3 separate regions of the Mus musculus genome follow, and regions 2 and 3 are each linked to region 1. A link is a contact called in public ChIA-PET data. All regions are on one chromosome and are shown on one strand. The core of a region is the stretch at or near the end of the contact, and the rest is flanking DNA. Distances in the headings are between cores, read along the strand shown.

Region 1 (4,949 bases), core at 1,073-3,572:
ATAAAACCAATATGTTGGTCAGGAACAAATGTCTAATATAATGTAACATACCACCTAACAATATTCTCTTTAGAGGTTTGTGGGTGGGAAGATCAACTTGGAGATGAAAATAGTGGAAATAACTTCATGTTTAAAAATCCTCAAGTCTTCATTGGTTCAATAGCTTTGAGAAAGAAAGAAAGGAAGAGAGAAAGAAAGGAAGGAAGGGAGGGAGGGAGAGAAAGATGGAGGCAGGGAGGGAGAGGAAGGGAGAGGGAGGAAAGAAGGGGGGAGAAAAGAGTACTTAAGCAGTATAAGAAATGGGCTGGTAAGAGGGTTGGAGCTGACAGCTTAAGTTGCTGTGGCCACTGTGGGCTGTGTAGGGCCCAGACTTACACAAATCATTGTGTTTCTTTTACCTTCATGCTGAGCAGGACCTAGAAAAACAGCTCCACTTTTAGAGACTGGAGCATCAGATGAAGTTTATTACAGTTTTCTGATTTATGCACGGGGTAAACTGTCATGCAACCACGTGAAATGCTTTGTGCACAAATGCTCCAAGGCCGTTCCAGTTGGTGTTCCCAATACAGAGAAGAGAAGAGAGAGGGTGAAGTTACCCCTAAAAGTCTCAGTGACTTTGACAGAGAGGAGACTCTTCAGCTAATTAGACCAAGTGCGGTGTGGAAAGGAGAGTGCTTCCCCAGCGTGGGGCAGGACATGATTAATGTTCTAACATGCACACCAGCCATGTCTAAGAAGGACATCGCTGCAGTAGTGTCTAATTTTAGATATCGTACATAGTTTATGTGTTTGCCTGAGGGGACTGTGCCCATTTTCATTCCTGCAGTTAGAAGGAGTGGACTATCTTATCACCACCTATTATCCAGGTCCTCAGGGGAAGGTGTCGCTTTGCAATACTAGCACCATATAGGCAGCAGTAAAGGCTCCTACTTGGGTATCAGGAGCCCAAAAAGAAAGAAGGCACGTGTCTTCCAGGGCACGAGGGAGTACTTTCAATTGAGCTTTACAGACTCTGTTGTGAGTATGGTTCATACTATTTATTCTTTTTGCTTCTAGGGCCTATATATATTAATCATGTGTTCTTCCACTGAGCTATATCCCCAGACCCTGCCCGTGCCTTACCTTTTGGTAAAACATTTAATTGTATTTTATTTAGTGTGGGGGAGTGTATGGCTGTGGGTGTGTTACATCGAACAAGTAGGGGTAAGAGGAAAACTCGAATGAGTCCGTTTCTCTTCTTTCAGCATGTGGGGACCCAGGGATCCAACTCCGGTCGTCAGGCTGAGTCCCAATCACCTTTACCTGCTGAGGCATCTCACCAGCTCACGTGTCCCTTTCTAATGACCACACCAACTAACAATGCTCTGCCAGGAAGCATTTCAACTAGCAGTAAGCTCAGGACCTTCCCTTATGGATCCCTACCCAAACCATTAGATCTAAGAGAACGAATCTCAAATCATTTCTCTGGGTCACTTCTGCTTTCCCGTGGGGACTTTGGCCTTTTCGATCCATCGCCATAGAATCCCAAGACAGTTGGCTAAAGAGATCGCTAGGTTTTTTTTTTTTTTCTGTTTGTTGTTTACTTAATTTTAAAACTAGCTCAATACCTCCCCAGCTGCCGAAGCCACAAAGTCTGCTCCTTCTCGACAGACAACAAGGTTTGTGAGAATGAGTTATTACCGAAGAATTTTGACTCAAATTGCCCAAGGACCAGATGCAGAAACCGCGTGTTAGGTGTTTACCACAGATCACAGTGCTGAGGGATTTGCAGAAGAACACGGCTCCTCTAAGTGAGTGTGGACTTAGGAGTGGGGATTTCTCAGGTTTCAGAACTGATTGTGAAAACAGCAGAAAGAGGGGGGCAGCGGCCTGTCCCGGTGTGGTGACGCAGGCTACTCTGGGTGCATCAGTGTTAAGGTTAGGGACAGTAGTGACCAGTTATCCACCTGCTAGAGTCCCAGGCATCTGCCACCTCGTATCACAGGATCAAGGCACACTTCTGCCTGTGCCCCACTTTCTCTGCAATCTGACTCTGTAGGTGAAGGAAAACTGGAAACTTCTGACTCTTGGTCCCAGTTGCATCTGAGCAACCTCAGGGGATCTCAGCATCCACCAGGGGGATGACAGAGCTTCCGGAGACCTCCGAGAACGGTGAACGATCAGAAACGCACTGTCTAAGCAACACAGGAGCTACCGGGGCTGACAGTAGCTTAAGGTGACTAAGATATGAAGCAAAGATGTGACACGGTTCTGTAGCCAAAGAAAACATTCGTACAGTTTAAAAGGGTGAAAGCTGCTTGCCGACTCTGCTTCACAGGAACACCCTTAGGAGAGCTAACAAAGAATATACCGCAACTTACTCTGTGTCACTGATACGGGTTCCTTATGTTCACCTTTCAGAGAAAGGATGACTCCAAAAACACAGCTTTTAAATGACTTTGTTTTTTTGTTTTTGATTTTTGGGGTTTTTTTTGTGGGTTTTTGTTTTTTTCAATTCAGTTTTAGGGATTGTAGAAATGCCTCAGTGGTTAAGAGCACTGGCTGCTCTTGCAGAGAACCTGGGTTTAGATTTCTAACACCCACATGACAGCTCCCATTTATCTGTAACTCCAGTAACTCCAGTTCCAAGGGACCCAGCTCCCTCTTTTGACCTCCACGTGCACCAGGTGCACAATTGGTACACAGACACACAAGCAGGCAAATACCCAAACATACCTTTTTAAAAATGAATTCAATTACAAATGGTCTCAGATATAAATGGGCACTTAAAGGGAATCTTACAAATCCTTCTATCAAGTTTAACCTCAAATTTGACTTTTTTTTTCTGCCAATGCACCAGTTTCCCACAGGCTGTTCTAGGGCACCGACACCTTTCTTTCCAGCCTCTGACCTGAAGGCCTTAGGGGAGAAGACAAAGGAGGCCTGTCACCCGTGAAGCTGCAGCTGGGCCGACACTGCTAGGAAAGCCAGCAGGTCCCAGCACTCTAGCCTGCTCACCACGCTCTGAAAGCCTCTAGAAGTTGGCCATTCAATCAAGGGGCTTCTGAGGTTACAGGGACAGGTCCCAGCCCCATCTCCAACTCAAGAGACTGCACGGCCCCGCCTGTCCTTTCTTGAACATCCCTAATACCCCTGCTCTCTACCAAGATAACCACCCCAAGCTTTGTAAGCAAGGGTGATACACCAGGCTGGAGTCTGAGGGTACTATAGTACACTGGCACCCCTCTTCTTGCTTAGGCTACAGTGCTACCCATGGTACTGGCCTCTTGGGAATCCACAGCTACTGTTCATCTTGCTCTAGGACAGGGATTTTTAAGAACCATGCCCAAAACGTTTGTTCAAAGAACTGATATCGATCAATCTAAAGTTATCGTCTGAATATACACCACCATTCACTCATCCAGGAATGAAATCCCACCTAGTTGTTTCTGTATAAAGCTCTGCTCTAGTTGCTGAGAGATGCAGAAAGAGGAACAAGAATGGGAGCCCCAAAGGCTAGTGCTTCATGAAGCCCACGCTTAAACGTCAAGTCTTGAATGTAACGCGTAGATGATGATTAATGTAATAGTGGGATTTCCTGGAGTGGAAAAGGTTAAACACAGACCTTTGCAAATTAAAGGAAAAAAAAAGGAGCAGAGAGGAGGCCTATCTAAAATGAAAATAGCATGGCAGGCATCGTGACATGGACCCACAAGCCTGTCACAAAGGATACTGAGACAGTAAGCTCTCCTTGAGTTTGAGATCAGCCTTTGCTACATGGCGAAAATTCTAGGCCAGTCAGGACTACCCTGTCTCAAAGTACAGAAATACAGACATACATAACTAAGAATACCAAATACCGAAATCAGCCCACTCAATTCACTAAATGAGTAAGTTTGCCAAATGAGTCTCTACTGGGATAAAAGGCAGGGGGAGTGAGGGAAGGCTGTGTCTGGGCTCTCGTGAGGAGACCCTGCCTCCCTTCCGGCTGTGTAGCATTAACCTCCAGTTTGTTCTCTGGGCCTCAGTTTCTTCATCCCTATATTGACAGGGGGAGTCCCTTCTATGTTAAAAAGTCTCAAGACTTCTCTCAGTAGCTGAGCAGTGAATCTGCAGATTAGAGCCGAGCTTGCAGAGAACAACGTGGTTGGTATGAGTGCCCACCAGAGTAGTGGCTGGACCCCGGAGATGTCTCTTAAGAAGTGAGCAAGTGGGGGAGGGGGCCTGGCTCCCAGGGGCCAGCCACTGTCCCTGTCCTTACCTTTCGTCACACACAGAGCTGTTCCAGAAGATGCATCTCTTTCTGAACCCCAGGTAGATGTCCCTGCTCGGCTGCCCAGTGGAGCAGTTCAGAGCAGCAGAGCTGTCAAAGTGGCCCATGGGACCTATTTTCTGGGATGTCTTCACACACGGCTAAAGAGACGCTGATCCAGTTCATTCCTAGCTTCTAGGCGAGCCAGTGAACAGACTGTCCCAGAAAGAGAACCATCTAGCATTTTCTTTGAAAAGACCCAAATAAGGAAACTCTATAACCTCTCCGGTGTCTCATATCCCTGCCTTGTAACCTAAATCTTTTCTGATACAATTACAGCTCTTCCTATCTTGGACTAATCTTAAACAGAACTATAGGAGCTGGCCAATTCATAAATCTCCCACCTTGGAGATGGTTCGTCCTTTTTAGCTATTAGTTTAGGAGTTTATTTTTCAACCTTTAAATTTGCTTTGCTATGTTCAGCCTTTGTGCCAACTTCCTTAACCAGTGAAGATGAGACTATCAAGGTTGTAAGATAGCCCTTATAAAGAGCCAGGAGATTCCTGAAGGGGTTAAAAACAGCAATACCACATGGTCCAGCTACACCATTACTGGTTATTTATCAAGAGGACAAGAACCCATTGGATTAAGAGATCTACATCCCCATGGAGGACACCCCAAACAGCAGCGCTGTTCTTGGTGGCCAAGAAATGCCAGG
Region 2 (4,949 bases), core at 696-3,195, 650 kb before region 1:
ACACACAAATATAAAATCAAACTATAAAAAGCAGATCCAGAATAACCCCTGGCCAAAATTTGGCAAGAAAAACCCCTAGTTCTCAAAAATAACACATATGCTAGCCATGTTGGCACACACCTTTAATCCCAGCAATTAAGAGGCACTGGCAGGTAGACCTCTGGGTTCAAGGCTAGTCTGGTCTACAGATAACAGTCTCAATGAAAAGAAAGCAATGCCTATCATTTTAATACCAGCTCCTTGCCTGGTGTGGTGCTACACAAAATGGGCTGAGACTTTCATCTCAGAAGGCTGAGGTAACTGGGTCTAAGGGTGTTCCAGGACAGCCAGAGCCATGTACGAGACAGCAAACAGACTTTTTCGGATCCCACAGTTATTATACAACCCTTTGGTCCATTTACCTGGTAGTTATTGAAATTAGCAAGGATGTGCTTAATCTGCTCTGCAGCTCCAGTCATAAAAGGCTTTACTCTTTCTGGTTTCTGCTCTTCAAGTTTGCCTTTGAGTCTAAAACAGTAAAGTAACAGGTCATCAAAATACTGAATAATCTTTCAGTAAAGTAAGAATATAAGCTCCAATAGGTAATGTCTTCTAGCAAAATGATAGTTTACTAGGTGACAAGAAACCATTTAAAAGAATGTAATTCCTATATTACCTTTAAAGTAACTTTCTACCGGCTTGCTCACATTATTGAAAATCAACCTTCACTGTATAACAAAAGACCCTCCTTTCTTAAGCCCTTCCTACCTAAGCAACCAACTTCTTCTAGGAAGCTGACCACCAAAACGGGGTGTTTATGTCACTTACGATTTCATGTAGTCTTTGATGTACTTTTTGTAAGCCTCTTTTGTGAAGCTGGTTTCTTGTAAGTGATGGTTCATGACAATGTCAACACCGGTGACTACTGTGCTTTCGGTACCTTCGCCCTCCGGACCTTCAGCGGAAGCATTTCCACCGATGAGCGAGTCATCGATGGCACCCTCTGTTCTACTGACCATCTACATTTAGAAGAAAACAAAACAAAACAAAAAGACAATACAACTTAGTCGAAGGGGCAAAAAAAAAAAAAAAAAAAGAAAAAAAGAGAAAAAAAAAAAAAGGTCCGGCAACGATCAGTCAGCTCCCTGAAACATCTTAACCTCCCCCCAAATAGTCGCTGCCCGGACTGAGAGAGGTGGTCACTCTCATCAAGCGGAACCAAGTTGCTGTGGCCTCTCTCGAGTCGCCACGGGTTAAGCGCGCACAGCGCAAACCTGTCTTATAGACAATATGTCCCCGTTCGCCCGGAAAGAGGATGGCGCTGAGTTCGCGGACCTATTTCCAGGCTCGGCTCCGCCTCCACTTTTCTAGAAAAACCCAAGGTCCGCAAGAGCGTCTCCTCCGCCTGGAGGCGGCAGCGAGGATTGCACGAGTTCCAGCGGCCTCCCCGCGGCGCCCAGCCCAGCCCGGCCCGGCTCGGCCGACCCGGCAGGCAGGCGGCCAGCCTCCCCGCGCGCGGCGCCCCGCTCACCTTGCCCTCCACCTCCAGGCACAGCCCGTCCGCGATCTCCCGGATCTTGTAGATGTCGGAGAACAGCTCGTCATCTGAAAGCGAACAGAGAGAGCCGCCCGTGAGCGAGCGAAGGCCCGCCATTTCCCGCGCCGGGCTCGGCGCACGCGGCGGCTCCCGGCCCAAGCTCTGCGCTCGTGTCCCCGGCCTCCCCGGTGCCCACCCGCACCCAGGCCCGCGGGCGCCGGGACTTACGGCTGATGAGGTCCCGGTAGATGATCATGGTGACGGCTGGGGACGGCGGCGCTAGCCTGACAGCGCGGAAGCGAGCGCGGTGCAGCCGGAGCGGCGCGCGGGGGGAGGGGGGAGCGGGCGGAAAAGGCCGACGCGGGCGCTCCCCAACCTCATATAGAGGGCACGCTCGGCTACGTCACCGTCCGCGGCTCCCCCGGAACTGTCGTCAGCGGTGACGTGAACGCAGGGCGGTGCGGGGGCGTGGCTACGCCCGGCCGGCCCCGGGAGGGCATCCGGGGACTCTGCTGGGACACAATGCGGAGTGCCCCTGGGTGCGCGGGGCAACGGGGGCGGTGTGCGGATAGTGCGCCCGGGGCATGCTGGGACGGGAAGGGACTTGCGGCCGACCGATGGCCGGACGCTTGAGTCGCCGCCCGGGCGTGGCCAGGGTGTGACTGCGCCCCGCCTCCCGCCACGCCGCTTCAGTTCCCACCCCTTTCTCGGAAAGAAAATGTCAGCAGAATCGGATGACTGTTGTCGGGCGCGCCGCTGAGCCTGCGGGGACTACGGGGATGGCGCCGGGCTGGTGTCCCGGGTCTCCGACCTCCGGTCCTTGGCTGCCCACAGACTGCACCGGTTTTGCTCGCGGAGGGAGATGTCCTGGGGACTGGTCCTCTAGTGGGTTCCGAAAGTGAAAGCCTGCGGTGGGTCTGGCCGGACAGCTCTTCGCTGGCCTGTTCTGCTCTTGGTCGCAAACGGTGTCCTTTGTTAGGACAGTTCTGTATTGTCACTTTTATCCCTTTTATTCCTGGCGATGCAGGACTAAACAGACCCAAAATAAGGAGCTTCCCACTTGCCCGGGTCACTTGAAGGGCTTTCGCATCCACCACGAAGTACAACATACAACTTCCGAGACCCACCGTTCAGGTAAACATGTATGGCAGGATGAAATCACAGTTTCTTCCCTTCCAGATTTGGTTATAGTCCGTTGTAACCCTAGTGTTGCAATTTTCTCGCTTAAGAAGGACATAGCCAGCCCTGCCTGCCCTCGGACAGAAGGTTAGGTTAGTATGTCAAAGGAGAAGGCAGTTCACACTAACAAAGTGTTACAAGCACAGAGTAAACCATTCAGGAATAAAACTCTAGCCAAAGAGCAGAAGAAAAACCGTCCACTTAAGATGCGGTGGTCTGCTGCTTTCCTAGATACTCTAAAGGACACGGGGTAACAGTAAAAAAGTGAAGGACATCAGAAAACGTAGACATAGAACCGAGGGGCTATGACTTAGCAGTCTCAAAACTCAGTTATTTCTGAGTTATGTGAATCTTATTTGCACATCCCAGGTATTCATTTTCAAATTATTCAAAAATGCTCATTTACATAGATCCCCAAACATATTCTTTTTGGATTTTTCTGTTATTTTCTCCAGTTTTATGCCCAAATGTATTTTTTTAACATCATTAAAAATTTTTTTTTGTTTTTGTTTTTTCGAGACAGGGTTTCTCTGTATAGTCCTGGCTGTCCTGGAACTCACTTTATAGACCAGACTGGCCTTGAACTCAGAAATCCGCCTGCCTCTGCCTCCCAAGTGCTGGGATTAAAGATGTGCACCACCACCGTCCGGCTCATTGAAGAATTAAAAAACAAAAAAAAACAAAAAAAAAAAACAAAAAAAAAAACAAAACCATGGTGAAAGAGAGCTGAAGATTTGAAGCTAAGCAGTGCTGGCATCTTGTCTGTGTTACCAGTCCCACGATCTCAGGAAGTTCACCCTCTTTGAGCTTTAGTATGAAATGGAATTTCTGTGAATTTAATAAGATGAGTGAGAGGCTGACATACTTAACAGGTGATAAATAATATGTGGGATATGTATGCAATTCCCGATTTTTTTTCATAATATTCCTGAAGTTATTACTGTCAGGTCCAAAAGCCTTTTGTTCAGTTAACCTCTCCTCTCACCTCCTCTGCTTGCATAGCCCAAACCAGTCTTGAACTGATTTCGGAGGCCAGACAGGCCTGGAAATCAAAATTCTCCTGCCTTAGCTTCAATAGGGCTAGGATTACAGGTGTGAGCCAACCATTCTTATCTCAGAATACCATTAATAGTGAGAAAAGCCTTACAGGCTGGAGTAGAAAGTATCACTCAGGATGTGGTCTCGTGATTAGAACATAGGTGAATTTGGAACACTCCTTGGGTCAGAAAATGGATAAAGAACCAGGCAACCTGGACTATTCCTTTGAGAAAATGTGATATTCTCTCATTCTCCCGCCCCCCCCCCCGCCCCCCACATCTGCTTTCTCAGTCCTGGGACAAAGACATGCATAGCATCTGACACCACAGTGCTTTTTAAATCAAGGTTGAGAAAACTAAGTGACTAGTGAGTAACTATGAAAATGAATGAAGGGGAGGACTAGCTGTATTGCAGCACACATAATCCCAGGGATGCAGAGGTGAAGACCAGAGGAGCAGGAGTTTGAGGCCCTTTTCAGCCACACAAGTTCTAGACTATGTGAGAGCTTGTTTCAAAAATAAATAATTAAATAAATAATAAAAAAAATAGAATAGCATTTCTGTGATTATTCCCTTATTCTGAGAGTGCCTAATGACTCTGTTCAAATACACATTTTTGGGGGGTGGGGTTCGAGACAGGATTTCTCTGTGTAGCCCTGGATGTCCTGGAACTCACTTTGTAGACCAGGCTGGCCTTGAATTCAGAAATCCACCTACCTCTACCTCCCAAGTGCTGGGATTAAATGAGTTGGGCCAACACTGCCTGGCTCAAACTCTGAATGAAAAAAAAAAATACAGTGAATCCAGCTGGACATGGTGGTACTGCACTCCTTTAATTTCAGCACTAGGGAGGTAGAAGCAGGCAGAGCTGAGTTGAAGACCAACCTGATCTACACAGAAAAACCCTGTCTTGAAAAAACAAAGGAAAAAAAAAAAAGACACAGAAGACAATGGACCATAGTAAAAGTAAACAGTGTGTGCTACAGTATGGGGAAACTGGCCTCCGGCCTGGCAGTAGCAAGTTCCAGGCAAGCGTGCCCATCACCAGTAGTCAAGGGGGGCTGGACTGTAGTTTAAGGGCCCACGGTGGAACTATAATGATCCAGGTGAAACTGTAGTGTAGTGGTCAGATCAGTGACCGGTACTCTAATGGACAGCGGGACTTATCTAGTGGTGAGCTGAGCTCTAACTTAATATTGAGGGCTGTTAAAGTCACA
Region 3 (4,949 bases), core at 767-3,266, 590 kb before region 1:
GATATCCATCACTCGGGATTTAAAAGTATCTGGGGAGGGTGGTGAGATGGCTCAGTGGTTAAGGATACTTGCTGTTCTTCTAAAGGACTTGGGTTCAGTTCCCAGCACTCACATAGCAGCTTATAATCATCTGTGCTCCTATTCTAGGGGGTCTGATGCCCTCTTCTGACTTCTGTGGACACCAGACATCCATGTGGTGTCCATAGAGGTCATGATCACACGTGAACGAACACACATGCACTTGCACACACATGCACACGAAATATTCATAACATAAGCAGGAATAACTAAACCTAAGAACAATTTAAAAAATATCTGCGGTGAGAGGCATATTGTTTGTGAGGGTAACACTGATGGTCAACCTGACAGATCTAGAATCAAGGTTCCTGGGATACCCATGAGGTATTATCTAGATTAGGCATGCCTGTGAGGGATGTGTGGGGGCAGGGAAACTGAAGTGGGAAGACTCCCCCTGAATGTGGCCAATACCTTCTATCAGAAGCTGATATACAAGGAGCCCCAAGGGAAAACCCTTTGCTTGCTTGCCTTTGCCTCTTGCTAGTGAGCGCTTCTGTCATTGCTTCTAAATTCCTTTGCTGGCACCAGAACCAGGCTTCATTGGCTCTCCAAGATGGACTGAAGGCCATTGGTTCTACAGGAGCCTTGGCATCAGATTGGGACTACTGAGGCACCCAGGCTGCTGGTATGAGCAGCTGCCAGGTCCCCCAGCCTTTTCACATTGCAGGCAGCCATCCTTGGACTGACTACCCAGACCATATCATGTGAGGTGGCTGAATAAATCCCCTTTGAATATAGTCATTATATTGGTTCTTTTTCTAAAGAGAACCCAACTACACTGTTTTATGTTATGTGACACAATATAAAAGGAAACACACAGAAGAACTTTATAACAAAACTTTCCAAGGACAATCGGCAAGGACTATTGAGAACTGGTTTTGAGAACTGGTAGGCATTGTGCTGGAGAGCAGAGAGTGCTAGACGATAAAACATCCCCAGGACACAGAAGCAAGGGCTTCCAAGAAACAAACCCAGCAGTCCACATCCGTTTTCAATGCAAAGAGGAGGGGCTTTGTTGAGGAGATAGGAACCTTGAACAAGCCGCATCTTGCTCTATGCACCTTGCTCCGTAGGTAACAATGACAAACTGGCAGAGTGCATGTCCAGAAATGAAGGAAGTCTTGTGAATATCCGCCATTGTTCTAAAGGTTTCTAAATTTAATCACGAGGAAATAATCCCACGAATCCAGAACTTGACAAGACAATTGGTCTGGACCGCAACTATGCCAAAGTTAAGAAGAGTTTAGGAAACTAGAGGCTCCGGTCAGATTGTAAATAAATAGCTAATGAAAAAAAGAAAAAGAAAACGAGAGCTCTGGTTTAAGAAGTTTACGAGAGGTGAATTCAGATGCATTGGGTTGATTTTTAGTAGCTCCCGAGTTTCCTGTGCGCATGTGTGGATGACCTTTTGAGACAGCAAGGGGATATAAATATTATCATATTTATATGGGATATGATTGAAAATGTACTCAGTCTCTTGTATATGATAAGTGGTAATTTTTCAAGAGTTCGGTGTGAAAGGAATAGACACAGAAAGAATGCAAGAGTTGCGAAATGCTAGCGTTGGTGAGTCTGGGCTCTCAGTTTTCAGTCAGCACATTTCAAATTATAAAGCTCTATGTTAAAAACAGTGAACGCAAGATGATTCTTTGCGACTGCCGAGGTTCTGGGAGACACGGAGAAGCCCCTCTGAAGAAGAGTCTGTGGCTTCCCGGCTTCCCCTTCACAGACCGAAGGCAGTGGGGAGCAGCGAGCAGCCCGCAGCTCGGTTCCCAGCAGTGAGAGCCTGAGAACCCCAGTCTGGTTGCTTCTGGGACCCGCTCTTCCTGGGTCTCCTTGGCTGTGGCTGGAGGCGTGGCCTTGAGGGAGCCGGTGTCGACAGTGACCAATGAGAACGTGGTGTGGGCGTGTCCGGGCGAGAAGCGGGCGGAGCCGTTCCCGGCTTGGGCCGCGCCCGCCGTTCGGCGGCCTTTTCTTCCGCTCCCGCACCGAGGTGCTCCCAGGCGGCTGCACTGGCTCCGAGGAGTAGCAGGAGGAGCTCCGCCGCGGGGTGAGTTCCCGGCCGCGCTGCTGCCTTGTGGACCTGGCCAGAGAACCGCTGCGGCGGGTTTGCTCCGGGCTGAAGTGCGCTGGGGTTCGCGGGCTGGGGTTCGGTGGGTACGAGGTTCCGGAGCCCGGGCTCGCTCTGGGACCCGGGCTCGCTCCCGGGTTCTAGTGGTTCTGCGGGATCTGCGGAGGATGGCTGAGGGGGGCGTCCGGGAGGCTCAAGGGTTGCACCCTTTGCTGCGACACTTCTTCCTCCCACCGGTGTGCGCCCCTCCCATCCGTGGGCAGAGACGGTGCAGCTTCAGCACCCGCGAGCTCAGTACCCGGGATAGGGCTCTTCATCCATTGAATTGCTGGTGTAGGGCTGGGGATGTTGCTCAGTGGTTGAGCTATTTATTGTATACAGGGTCCCGGGTTCAATCATCAGCGTTGCTAAATAGGCGGTTAATAAACAATGTCCATTTTCTTTAAGGTAATGGGGCGCGCGCGTACACACACACACACACACACACACACACACAAATTGCTCGTGAAACAACAAGCTAGGTTGCTGCTTGCGAGTTCGCAAGAACCTGTCAAATGAATTGCTCGAAAAGTTAACGTGCTAATGCGTTTTAAAGGCTTTTTAGGTGTAATTTCAGGCAAAACACTCAGTAGTCAGGATTGTTCTTGCCTAAGAATAGCAAAACAATGCTAGAACGAACGCCCTTGTAGATTCTACATTCGGAGATGTGTTAGTGTGAAGCTGAAAGGCATGGATTTAGATCTTAGCAGTGGCACTGCCAACTTTTGTAACATGGGCTTAATTATCTCGTGAAAAAATGGTACTATTTCTAAAATGTTTTTAAAACACCATATTTCATAAGTATGTGTTGAGTTTGGTTTTTTCTTTTTTTTACCTGTACACTTAAAAAAAGATTCACCCAGTCTTATTTATGTGTCTGTGAGTTTATATGCGAAGTACTTTTGGAAGTCAGAATGCATCAGATTCTCTAAAACAGGAGTTCTAAGCAGGTGTGAGCCACTTGATGTGGATAGTGGGAATCGAACCCTGGTCCTCTGGAAGAACAGGCTGAGCCATCTCTCGGCCCCTCACTGTGTGCTTTTAATGAAGAATAGGAATAGGAAAGGCTTATGAAAAGACAGTGTAATGGGGGAGAGATTTATGAGAACACGAAGGGAAGAGTATGTGATTACGGTTTAAGACTGTACACTGAAAGAACAGACCAAAATGAAAATGATTTATTAATTATATAAGAGGAACTTGGAGAGCCCGCAGAAGTACTAGCAGTGCCAATTTTAAAGAATAATCGTACAAAGCAGTGAGTTTCATCACACTGACTTCATAGCTTTGTTTCTCATCCTACCCACCCGCCCCCTCCCTCCATCGACTGCCTGCCCAGTTAGAGCCCTTCTACTTTCTTTTTTTTCTCATTTTTTAAAATATTTTTTATTATGTATTTTCCTCAATTACATTTCCAATGCTATCCCAAAAGTCCCCTATACCCTCCCCCCCCCACTTCCCTACCCACCCATTCCCAATTTTTTGGCCCTGGCGTTCCCCTGTACTGGGGCATATAAAGTTTGTGTGTCCAATGGGCCTCTCTTTCCAGTGATGGCCGACTAGGCCATTTTTTGATACATATGCAGCTAGAGTCCAGAGCTCCGGGGTACTGGTTAGTTCATAATGTTCCACCTATAGGGTTGCAGATCCCTTTAGCTCCTTGGGTACTTTCTCTAGCTCCTCCATTGGGAGCCCTGTGATCCATCCATTAGCTGACTGTGAGCATCCACTTCTGTGTTTGCTAGGCCCCGGCCCTTCTACTTTCTAGTCCATCAGCTGTTTCCTTTCTCTCCGAAGGTCTTTTCCTCCTTTCTCATGACTGTCTTCCTAGTAACATGATCCGTACACATACACTTACAAATACACACATATATTTATTTATTTATTTATTTTTTAATCTCTTTTCTTTTTTTTTAATATTTATTTATTTATTATATGTAAGTACACTGTAGCTGTCCTCAGACACTCCAGAAGAGGGAGTCAGATCTTGTTATGGATGGTTGTGAGCCACCATGTGGTTGCTGGGATTTGAACTCCTGACCTTCGGAAGAGCAGTCGGGTGCTCTTACCCACTGAGCCATCTCACCAGCCCATACACATATATTTATGAACATAAAACATGGAATGTTTGTCTTTTGGAGTCTAGCTTATATTCTATTTTTTTAAAAAAAGACTTATTTATTTATTATTATATGTAAGTACACCGTAGCTGTCTTCAGACACTCAAGAAGAGAGTGTCAGATCCCATTACAGATGGTTGTGAGCCACCATGTGGTTGCTGGGATTTGAACTCGGGACTTTCGGAAGAGCAGTCGGTGCTCTCAACTGCTGAGCCATCTCAACAGCCCCCTAACTTATATTCCTTTATATAGTGACTTTCAGTTGTATACATTTTCCCACAAATGCCGTGATTTCATTTTTTCTTGTGGCTGCATAAAATTCTGTTGTATATTGTCACAGTTTGTATATGCTTGGCCCAGGGAGTGGCACTGTTAGGAGGTGAGGCCCTGTTGGAGTAGGTGTGTCACTGTGGCTTTAAGACCCTCATCCTAGCTGCCTGGAAGTCAGTATTCTGCTAGCAGCCTTTAGATGAAGATGTAGAACTCTCAGTTCCTCTTGCACCATGCCTGCCTGGAAGATGCCCTGATGATAATGGACTGAACCTGATTTCATTTAAACCTATGAACCTGTAAGCCAGCCCCAATTAAATGTTGTCCTTAGAAGAGTTGCCTTGGACGTGGTGTCTGTTCACAGCAGTAAA

What was found. ChIA-PET counts read pairs in DNA pulled down with a chosen protein or histone mark.
Region 2: a contact with region 1 is called in an RNA polymerase II ChIA-PET map of effector CD8 T cells, with 47 read pairs. The contact joins the promoter of Tpt1 here to the enhancer-like site in region 1. A contact is called at or near these places in 6 of 484 Hi-C or Micro-C datasets (B cells, CD4 T cells, CD8 T cells and 3 more), 2 of 115 datasets of contacts at active chromatin or transcription factors (bone marrow-derived dendritic cells and effector CD8 T cells) and 1 of 9 other capture datasets (liver).
Region 3: an RNA polymerase II ChIA-PET map of effector CD8 T cells shows a contact between it and region 1, with 30 read pairs. The contact joins the promoter of Slc25a30 here to the enhancer-like site in region 1. A contact is called at or near these places in 4 of 115 datasets of contacts at active chromatin or transcription factors (bone marrow-derived macrophages, effector CD8 T cells, embryonic forebrain and 1 more) and 2 of 9 other capture datasets (embryonic tail and pancreatic islet).

Annotation. Positions count from the first base shown.
Region 1 is chr14:75,189,829-75,194,777 of GRCm38.p6, reverse strand. All of the region lies in intron 2 of Lcp1 (lymphocyte cytosolic protein 1), which reads right to left. Among named protein-coding and RNA genes, the nearest start is that of Cpb2, 50 kb to the left of the region's middle. Within about 2 kb of position 2,322, at least 64 of the 459 cell types and tissues checked have an H3K27ac peak or open chromatin away from gene starts, as enhancers often do. A contact at or near this core is called in B cells, CD8 T cells, Th1 cells and 3 more, where this site is marked.
Region 2 is chr14:75,842,252-75,847,200 of GRCm38.p6, reverse strand. Tpt1 (tumor protein, translationally-controlled 1) reads right to left here and starts at 1,945. Exons shown (of 6, transcript NM_009429.3): 1 at 1,745-1,945; 2 at 1,511-1,584; 3 at 808-998; 4 at 402-507. The coding sequence starts at 1,772. Gm4285 (predicted gene 4285) reads left to right here and starts at 2,237. Exons shown (of 3, transcript NR_045294.1): 1 at 2,237-2,427; 2 at 2,544-2,650; 3 at 3,219-4,283.
Region 3 is chr14:75,784,104-75,789,052 of GRCm38.p6, reverse strand. Slc25a30 (solute carrier family 25, member 30) reads left to right here and starts at 2,016. Exons shown (of 10, transcript NM_026232.3): 1 at 2,016-2,128.